2 separate regions of the Sus scrofa genome follow, and region 1 is linked to region 2. A link is a contact called in public HiChIP or PLAC-seq data. All regions are on one chromosome and are shown on one strand. Each heading gives the region's core, a stretch centred on a gene start, on an enhancer-like site or on the middle of the called end of the contact. The rest is flanking DNA. Distances are from core to core; before and after follow the strand shown. Region 1 has its middle 24 kb from the start of SVIL. Region 2 has its middle 100 kb from the start of JCAD.

What was found. HiChIP or PLAC-seq counts read pairs in DNA pulled down with a chosen protein or histone mark.
Region 1: a contact with region 2 is called in an H3K27ac HiChIP or PLAC-seq map of skeletal muscle. The contact joins two enhancer-like sites. A contact is called at or near these places in 2 of 47 Hi-C or Micro-C datasets (embryonic fibroblasts and skeletal muscle) and 2 of 2 datasets of contacts at active chromatin or transcription factors (alveolar macrophages and skeletal muscle).

What each region holds. Positions count from the first base shown.
Region 1 is chr10:41,149,516-41,154,467 of Sscrofa11.1, forward strand. No RefSeq gene overlaps it. Among named protein-coding and RNA genes, the nearest start is that of SVIL, 24 kb to the right of the region's middle. Within about 2 kb of position 2,391, at least 3 of the 83 cell types and tissues checked have an H3K27ac peak or open chromatin away from gene starts, as enhancers often do. A contact at or near this core is called in skeletal muscle, where this site is marked.
Region 2 is chr10:41,008,981-41,014,006 of Sscrofa11.1, forward strand. No RefSeq gene overlaps it. Among named protein-coding and RNA genes, the nearest start is that of JCAD, 100 kb to the left of the region's middle. Within about 2 kb of position 1,556, at least 1 of the 83 cell types and tissues checked has an H3K27ac peak or open chromatin away from gene starts, as enhancers often do. A contact at or near this core is called in skeletal muscle, where this site is marked.

The DNA.
Region 1 (4,952 bases), core at 1,141-3,640, 140 kb after region 2:
CACTGAAATTATTGTTTCTGAGATAGTGGTTAATATTTGCCTTTTCAGAAGATTTAAAATAATAATGTTATGAGTGATAAATATTGTATAGTATTTAATATAAGTAATGTGTTACCTAGGTGATTTTCCAGTTCAAGAGAAGGGCCAGTGCCTAAAGTAAGATGGTGATAGCGGTGGTTCCCAGCCAAGAAAGGGCACCTGTGCATTTGGAAAAGCTCCTCTTCTGGTGCCAACAGCCTTCCTACCTACTTTCCCCTCTGTCCACCTCCATCCCACCCACGCATAGTGGCCCCGCTCAATGGGTTAAGGATCTGGTGTTGCAAAGAGCTGTGGTGTAGGTCGCAGACTCAGCTTGGATCCGGTGTTGCTGTTGCTGTGGCTGTGGCGCAGTCCGGCAGCTGCAGCTCCTATTAGACCCTTAGCCCGGGAAACTTCCATATGCCTCTGCGGCCACCCTAAAAAAAAGGAAGGAAGGAAGGAAGGAAGGAAGGAAGGAAAGAAAGAAAGAAAAAGAAAGAAAGAAAGAAAGAGAGAGAGAGAGAGAGAAAGAGAGAGAGAGAGAAAGAAAGAAAGAAAGAAAGAAAGAAAGAAAGAAAGAAAGAAAGAAAGAAAGAAAGAAATTGGAGCAAAGCAGCAACAAGCCAAGGAGAACAAAGGCACCAAGGACTGCCAGCAACCACCAGAAAGAAGCTGGACCATCCGGGCAAGGACAGGTTCTCCCCAAGAAGCCTCAGAGGGAGTGGGGCCCTTCCTACACCTTGGTTTTTGATTTCCAGCCTCCAGAACTAGAAGAGAAGAAACATCTGCTGTCTCCAGCCATCCTGTTTCTGGTGCTTTGTTACAGCAGCCAGAGGAAATGGATACAATGTGTAAACGCTTAGCTGGTCCCTGGCATAGAGAAACCACTCACTGAAAATGAGCTGTTATTATTAGGTAAATTCAAACACCTGTGCCAATAGTGTGACTTGCCACCTCCTCCCTGGCTGTTTTTCCTGCCAACATTTAACGAAGCACTTATCCTGCAGGGTAATGTGCTTTACAGTTGTCCAGAGGTCCATCTCTCCATCTGGCCTGTGGGCTCCATGAGATGGAAATCAAGCCTTAGGCAGTCTTTGAGTCTCTTAGAGCACCAAGCATGCACGAAGCATCGTAATAATAAAGACTGAGTGCTTACTATGGGTTAGAAGCAGTGTTGGGCACGGGAGTTATAAAAGATCAGGTGGGAGTTCCTGCTGTGGGGAGGTGGGTTAAGAATCTGTTATGGGAGTTCCCGTCGTGGCGCAGTGGTTAACGAATCCGACTAGGAACCATGAGGTTGCGGGTTCAGTCCCTGCCCTTGCTCAGTGGGTTAACGATCCGGTGTTGCCATGAGCTGTGGTGTAGGTTGCAGACAGGGCTCGGATCCCGCGTTGCTGTGGCTCTGGCGTAGGCCGGTGGCTACAGCTCCGATTCAACCCCTAGCCTGGGAATCTCCATATGCCGCGGGAGCGGCCCAAGAAATAGCAACAACAACAACAACAACAACAACAAAAGACAAAAGACAAAAAAAAAAAAAGAAAAAAAGAATCTGTTATGCATGGAGTTACTGTCATGGCTTAGCAGGTTAAGAACATGACATGATATCCCTGAGGATTTGGGTTTGATCCCTGGCCTCACTCAGTGAGTGGGTTAAGGATCCATTGTTGCCACAGGCTATGGCATAGTTCTCAGATGCGGCTCAGATCTGATGTTGCATGGCCCTGGCATAGGCCAGCAGCTGCAGCTCCAGTTCAGTCCCTAGCCTGGGAATGTCCATGTGCTGCAGGTGCAGCCATAGAAAGAAATTTAAAAAGAGGGGGGGAGTTCTTATTGTGGCTCAGTGGTAACCAACACGACTAGTATCCATGAGGATGTGGGTTCAATCCCTGGCCCCGCTCAGTGGGTTCCTTGGATCTGGTGTTGCCACGAGCTGTAGTGTAGGTCACAGACATGACTTGGATTTGGCATTGCTGTCTGTTGTGTAGGCTGGCAACTGCATATTCTGTTAGACCCCCTAGCCTGGGAACTTTCATATGCCATAGGTGCAGCCCTAAAAAGACAAAAGAAAAAAAAATAGAAAGAAAAGAAAAAGAAAGAAACCCACTGCAGGGCTTGGGTTGCTTCAGAGGTATGGGTTTGATCCCCATCCAGCTCCGTGGGTTAAAGTATCCTAAATTGTTGCAGCTGTGGTTCAAATTCAATCCCTGGCCCAGGAACTTCCATATGCCATGGGAACAGCAATTTAAAATTTTTTTTTTTTTAATTTAAAGGTTCTCTGACTTGTTGGATGTTTTCATGGTGAGAAGGTCGGATAGTTGAGTCCCCATGGGACTCTGGGATAAGTGCCGTAACTGCGATGGTGAGGAATGACTCATGCTCACTTTTCAGCAGAGGCTTGAGTGTGACCAAGTGGGGTTGGGAGAGAGGACAGGCTAGGGCCAGGTTTCCAGGAATGTGACTACATTGAGATGGCCTGGCGGGCAGAGCTAAGGAGTTTGAACTCTACTCCTTAGCTCTGCCCGCAATCACATTTCAATAGGTTATTTTTGGACAAAGGGCCAAGCGCCAGTCCTTGGAGGAAGGGTTCATTGAAATGTCGCTTGCGGGATGGATTAGCAATGGGATCCTGCTGTGTAGCACTGCGAACTCTGTCTAATCAATTATGATGGAACACGTAACGTGAGAAAAAAGAATGTATACATATATGTGTAACTGGGTCCCCATGCTGCACAGTAGGAAAAAATACATATATAAATAAATGATTAAAAATATATATATCTCAATATGACAGGCATCGCGTTGGTGGCTGCTGGCTCGGTGGGGGCCACCCCATTCTTTCCTGGGTCCTAAGCCACTCTGAACTCCAAGGGGAAATCCCAAATCTTCCCACATGCCCTGTTGCCATGATGTTGAGCCTTGGAATCAGGAGGTAGGAACTGAGAAGGGAGAAGATTCTAGAAGAGTCCAACAGAAATAAAACGTGACTTGGGAGTTGAGAAAGACAAAGCAAGTGGGAGACGAGAAAAAGAAGACAAATAAAGGCAGAATAGTTTATGCTGCCTGGGTCTGTGGAATCTGAAAAGCCTTGGGCCTCAGGTGGAAACCTGGGTGGGCCAGTGAGCTTACCCTGGAAGTCATGGGAAGGTGTAAGAATGGAAGGTGGCAGCAGTGCAATCGGGCAGCAGACCAGAGCTGGGAAGAGGAGGCGAGGTCCTCCAACAAGAGCTGAAACAGAATTCTCAGCAGCTCCCCAGACTCAGCACATACAAGGGGACTCAAGGAAGCCATCAATACGCAGCCAGGTCCCAGCAAGACCTTGGGGCAGCTCTGAGAAGGACCAGCATCTCCAAGAAGATGAACCCACTTTGCAGACTGAGGTTTCCCAGGAAAACCTCTCTCTGGGTCTATATGCAGACTTCTCCCAACTTGGTCTTTGTGTTTCATAGTATTTTCTACTCCCTAAATGTTTTTTTTTTTTTTTCTTTCCAATCAACTTCATTGAGGTCTGGGTTTAATTCAATAAAACACACCTACTTCAAAATGTACATGATGAGTTCTGACAAGTTTGTACACCCAAGTAACCCAAGTCGAGACACAGATCATGGGCTTCACCCCAGAAAATTCCCTTGTACTGCTTCCCACTCAATCCTTCCACCCCAGCTCCAGGCAACCACTGGTCTGCTTTCTGTCACTATAGATTAGATCTGTCTTTTCTGGAATTTCATATAAATGAAATCATACAGGACAGCCCCTTTGCTGTGTCAGGGTTTTTTTTTTTTTTTTTCTCAGCAGAATGTTTCTGTGATCCATCCCTGTCACTGTGTCTAAGCAGTAGTTTTCTGTTTTTATGGCTCACTAGCATTTCATTGTCTGATGATACCTCAGTGTGTTGATCGGTTTACCTGTGGATGAAATTAGGGTTGTTTCCACTTGGGGCTGTTACAAATTAAGCTTCTATGAACATTTGTCTACGCATCTTTCTGTGGACATGTGTTTTCATTTCTCTTGGGTAAATATTAGGAATAGGATTTCTGGGTGGAGCCTCGAAACTGCCAAAGTGCTTTCCACAGTGGTTGCAGCATTTTGCCTTCCCACCAGCAACGGTGTGAGTCCCTTTGCTAGGTCCTTGCCAACACTGGCTATGGGCTTGGTATGTCTTTTTCCCTCGCTCTCTCTCTTTCTCTCTTTTTTAAAAATTTTTAATTTTTAAAGGAGTTCCCGTCGTGGCTCAGTGGTTAACGAATCCAACTAGGAAACATGAGGTTTCAGGTTCGATCCCTGGCCTTGCTCAGTGGGTTAAGGATCCAGCATTGCCGTGAGCTGTGGTGTAGGTTGCAGACGCGGCTCGGATCCTGCGTTGCTGTGGCTGTGACGTAGGCCTGTGGCTACAGCTCCGATTCAACCCCTAGCCTGGGAACCTCCATATGCTGCGGGAGCAGCCCAAGAAATGGCAAAAAAAAAAAAAAAAAAAAAAAAATTTTAATTTTAAAAAATGTTTTATTTTTTTTATAATGATTTTTATTTTTTCCATTAAGCTGGTTTACAGCGTTCTGTTGATTTTCTACTGCACAGCAAGGTGACACATACATGTATGCAGTCTTTTTTCTCACATGATCAAGTTCTGTCACAAGTGACCAGACATAGTTCCCATTGCTATACAGCAGGATCCCACTGCTTATTCATTCCAAAGTGTTTTTTTATTTTTATTTTTATTTTTTGTCTTTTCTAGGGCCGCACCTGTGGCACATGGAGGTTCCCAGGCCAGGGGTCTAATCGGAGCTGTAGCTGCTGGCCTCCGCCACAGCTACAGCAACACCAGATCCAAGCCTTGTCTGTAACCTACACCACAGCTCACAGCAACACCAGATCCTTAACCCACTGGGCGAGGCCAGGGATCGAACCCACAACCTCATGGTTCCTAGTCATCGTTAACC
Region 2 (5,026 bases), core at 306-2,805:
TACAGCTCTGATTAGACACCTAGCCTGGGAACCTCCATATGCCGAGAAAAGACCAAAAAAAAAGTGAATCTTTCATGGATTCAAGGTCAATTTTAAAAAATGCAATTGTCATTATAGCAACTAAAAATTAGAAAATTCAATTTAAAATGTCATTTACATAGGATTAAAAGGCAAATATCTAGGAACCAAAGGTGCTCAGTAACTCTACACTGACAACTGTAAAATATTTAGAGAAATTCAAGAAAACTTAAATAAATATTCTTATGTTCCTACTTTGGAAGGTTGACTATCATAAAGATTTTAAGGGTTCCCATTTTGGCAAAGGGGAAACAAATCCAACTAGTATCTCTGAGGACACAGTTTCCATCTCTGGAAGTTTCAGTCAGCCGGTCAAGGATCTGTTGTTGCCATGAGCTGTGGTGTAGGTTGCAGACTGGGCTTGGATCCTGCATTGCTGTGGCTGTGGTGAAGGCCAGCAGCTGTAGCTCTGATTCAACCCCTAGCCTGGGAACCTCCATATGCTGTGAGTGTGGCCCTAAAAAGCAAAAAAAAAAAAAAAAAAAAAAAAGAAGTGAACACTCACGAAGCCTGTGACCCAGTCATTCCACTCTTCGGTATATTCTCAATATATCCAGCTAAAGACATGTGGAAAAACAGCCCCAAGCTAGAAACAACACTGATAACTACATTATAGCCTATGCATACAACGAAAAATAACACACCTGATGTAAGATGAAAAGGAACACACTGTATCCTGTGACAACATGAATGAATCTCACAAACAACATTACATGATAGATCCCAGACCCAAAGAGGACATATTTCACAATTTCATTTGTAGGAAGTTCAACAACAGGCAAAGTTAATCAATAGTGGCAGAAGTCAAGAGGGGGCTTACTATGGGGAGAGAGCTAGTAAGTGTGGAATTTCTGGGGTTCTGGAAATGCACCTGGTCTAGATCTGGCAGTGGCTACAGAGGTATTACATACATAACACATGCCAGGCTGTGCTCTTAAGCATAGGGTCCTCTACACACTTGGCTATGAGGCATGCGCTGCCTCAATTTAAGAGACTGACTCATTCAGAGTTTCCATTGTGGTGCAGCAGAAACAAATCCGACTAGGAGCCATGAAGATGCAGGTTCAATCCCCGGCCTTGCTCAGTGGGTTAAGGATCCGGCGTTGCTGTGAGCTGTGGTGTAGGTCGAAGATGCAGCTTGGATCTGGCATTGCTGTGGCTGAGGCATAGACTGGCAGCTGTAGCTCCAATTAGACCCCTAGCATGGGAACCTCCATGTGCTTCGAGTGCAGCAGCAATTCCCCCCCCCCCCCCACAATATAGAGATTGACTCATTAAGTAAACTCATAGGTTAAAAAAACACTTCACCAACGTATTCTTTGTGGAAGTGATATGGGGGGTATGTGGGGATGCAGGGGGACTCCTTTATGGATCTACAAGTTAAAATACCTGATCTTTTATAGCCATACACACAACCTCCCCCTCTGCCTCTCCTTGAGGGAAGGGAAAAATGCCTGGTGATGACTTAAAATTGCTCTGCTAACCAAAAACTGCAACTGACAATATCCAGAGTTATTTCTGGGGGAAACCGATACTCTCATACACAGCTGGTGAGACTATAAATTGGAGGACAATTTGGCAGTTCCCCTTCACAGCTTTTAAGATGCATAACTAACTTTCTTTCTTCTTTTTCTTTCTTTCTTTCTTTCTTTCTTTCTTTCTTTCTTTCTTTCTTTCTTTCTTTCTTTCTTTCTTTCTTTCTTTCTTTCTTTCTTTCTTTCTTTCTCTCTTCTTAGGGCCACACCTTCAGCATATGGAAGCTCCCAGACTAGGAGTCGAATTGGAGGTGTAGCTGCCGGCCTACACCACAGCCACAGCCACAGCCACACAGGATCCAAACCACATCTGTGACCTCAAAGAATTAGTATGAAATAGAGTCCAAAATGTCCCATTTATGATGTTTACATTGATCACACATGAAAATAGTATTCTAGAAAAAACTGCATCAAATAAGATCCATTGAGAATTAAGTACACCCATTTCTTGCTACTTTTTAAATGTCAGTACTAGGAAATCTTATCATGTTCCTGTCAGTATCATATTCCTATTGGAGAGCATCGCCCTAAAGGAAGGTTCTATTGGAAAAGTAGCTGATAAAATGGATCTGGGAATGGTCTGGGCTTTGGCACATTTTGCTGGCACTGGGTCCTGGCCATCCAGGGTTCCTGCTAAGGTGTGCCTTCCAAGCATAATCCAGGTCAGGCCTAAAATCCCTTCCCTCTGACATCATCTCATTTTTTTTTTTCAGGCCTTTGCTCTGTGCCAGGAGACAGCCACCTGACCTGCTAAGCTGATGGATTAATGAGTTCTTTCTTTCGATGTCCCAGCTCTGCAATCCCACATGGCCTTCTGATGTATCTGGTGGTTCACCCTTCATTCGTTCAACAAATACCCATTGATGACTAGCTGTGGGCCAAATACACAGTTAGTCCCCCAGGCCAGAGACATCCATGTCTTCAGAGAGGCAGAGACAGAGACAGAGAGACACGCAGAGAGAATTTCAGTCATTTCAGTGCAGTGAGCAGATTCTAGAGTAGCAGAGTAGAGGGATCTATAAATACGTGGATTTGGAATCAAGGACGATGAAATGGTTTGATGCTTGGGGAGGCCCAGGGAGGCTTCTCAGAGGAGCAGAGTGTTTGGGAAGCATTTTGGATGGTGAGCAAGTGCTCTCCAGGAGAAATGATGACAGAAGCTGCTACACAAAGGAACAGTGTACAGGGAGGCACAGAGCATGGGATGTCATTGGTGGGTGGAAAATTCACGTCCCTCTAAATCCAAGTAGGACACTCTTCATCTATGGGCTTATCTAAAAGAATTCTCCCAACTCGTGCTTTCAGATACTAGAACCACTACCTCGGTGACATGTGCCCTTCCTACTTCTTTGCATCCTGATCCGCATAGGGTCAGTTTGTGAGACTTGTATGAGTTACAAGCTTGACATTGTCCAAGGGCAGGAGAACCCTGAGCAATTTCACCTGCTCAGCCCAGATGTGAGTAAGACACTTGAGAGGTTGGCATGTTTCCAGTTATTAATTAATAGAGATAGATGCACAAAGGGAAATGAAAAGTCCTGTTCTTTGGGGGGATCCTAACAGGGATGGAAAAGGATTCACCTCTCTTGGTTTCCTTAGATTCACAATTTGAGGGGAATCGTATATTAATCCCACCCCCTTGCTGCCTCCTGAGCTCATTTGAATGAAATATTCCCCCAGCACACAGCCCTGCCTTCACAAATGCTGGCTGCTGGGATTTTCTCTCTCCCCTGGAGAGCCATTTGCTTCCTTGCACATGTGGGGCTGAACTTTGCTTCTCCCCTTTCATTCTGCTTAGTAAGCAGACTCTGAATAGGGACACCTGCATCCTATTCATTCTGCAACCTGAGCCAAGGGGTAGAGAAGCTGGTGTGAGGGGCTGAGGGAGGGAGCAGCAGGGCCTCTCGTCCTCCATCCTATCAAAGGAGGCAGTGGGGAGGTTTCAGAGACAGCATCACAGGCCAATAGATAGTGATGCTTCTGGTTGACTGATCAACACACATTCAAGCTGTCACCCATGGATGGTCAGCCTGTCTGTAGCCCCTGTTTCCTTGCTACTTCCCTTTTCATTAAACACACATTTAACTCTTTCTTGGGGCCCTAATAAGACAGACAGTGGAACAGAGGACCAAACAGAAATGTACTGCTTCCTTCCCCAATGATTTAGCACTTTGAACATTTCCATCTTAAAAACATTTACATACCACTTGTAAAGACAGTGGTTATTCTTAAATAAACTCACTTCTAATTTGAAGATAGAATCATCAACATTGACACTAAATATCCCTGTCATCACTATTAGTGGTCACAGTTTCCATGTAGGCACATAAACATTTGCCAGATAAGTGTGTACCATGGCCCCACCATTTCTGGTATTTCAAAATGCTGTGGCTGGGAGCTCCTTGACAGAATGAATATGAATGGTGATTCATAGCACCCTCATCATATTTGTTTTGCTATGAGTGGACATTTAGGTCACATTTTCCATTCGTTTCTCAAGCTGGCCGTGAGCAGTGAGGTCTCAGATGAGCTTGCCTGGGGTGATGACTTGCCATCTAGCCATATGCCAAGTGTTTTGTAGACACCCCATTAATTTACACCTTTTCAGGTGGTTAGCTTATAGGAGGCTGAAAATCAAAATACTGTCCATAACAGATGAACTGATAAGCAAAATATTGTATAGACATGCAATGGAACATTTTCCTTAAAAAAGGAAGGACAGGAGTTCCTGTCATGGCTCCGTGTTAACCAACCCAACTAGTATCCATGAGGATGTGGGTTTGATCCCTGGCCTTGCTCAGTGGGTTAAGGATCCAGTGTGGCCGTGAGCTGGGGTGTAGGTCGCAGAAGCAGCTTGGCGTAGATTGGCAGCTATGGCTCTGATTCGACCTCTAGCCTGGGAACTTCCACATGCTGCCGGTTAGCCCTAAAAGCAAAAAAAAAAAAAAAAAAAAAAAAAAAGGACACCCTGACCCATGCTACAAGCTGGATGACCTTGAACTTGAGGACATAATACGAGGTGAAATAAGGCAGTCACAAAAATAGATTTATTGTAAAGTTTGCTCTTCTATGAAGTACCTTGACTAGTCAAATTAATGGAAACAGAAGGTAGGATGGTGGTGGCCAGGGATTGGGGGAGACAGATTTCAGTCCAAGAAGATGAAAAAGTTCTGAAGGTGGGTGGTGGTGATGGATGCACAGAAGTTCACATGGACTTAAAGCCACAGAACTGTATGTACGCTTAAAGATGGCTGAAATGGTAACTTTTATAAATATGCATATGTATGTATTTATATGTATATATTATTTATTGCTCCAATAAAAAAGTTTAAATTCTGTCACGTGATAAATTGATATTACAAAGAGACTTTCTTTGATCAGTTCGGGAATTTCTATCCTAAAATTCCTTTTTT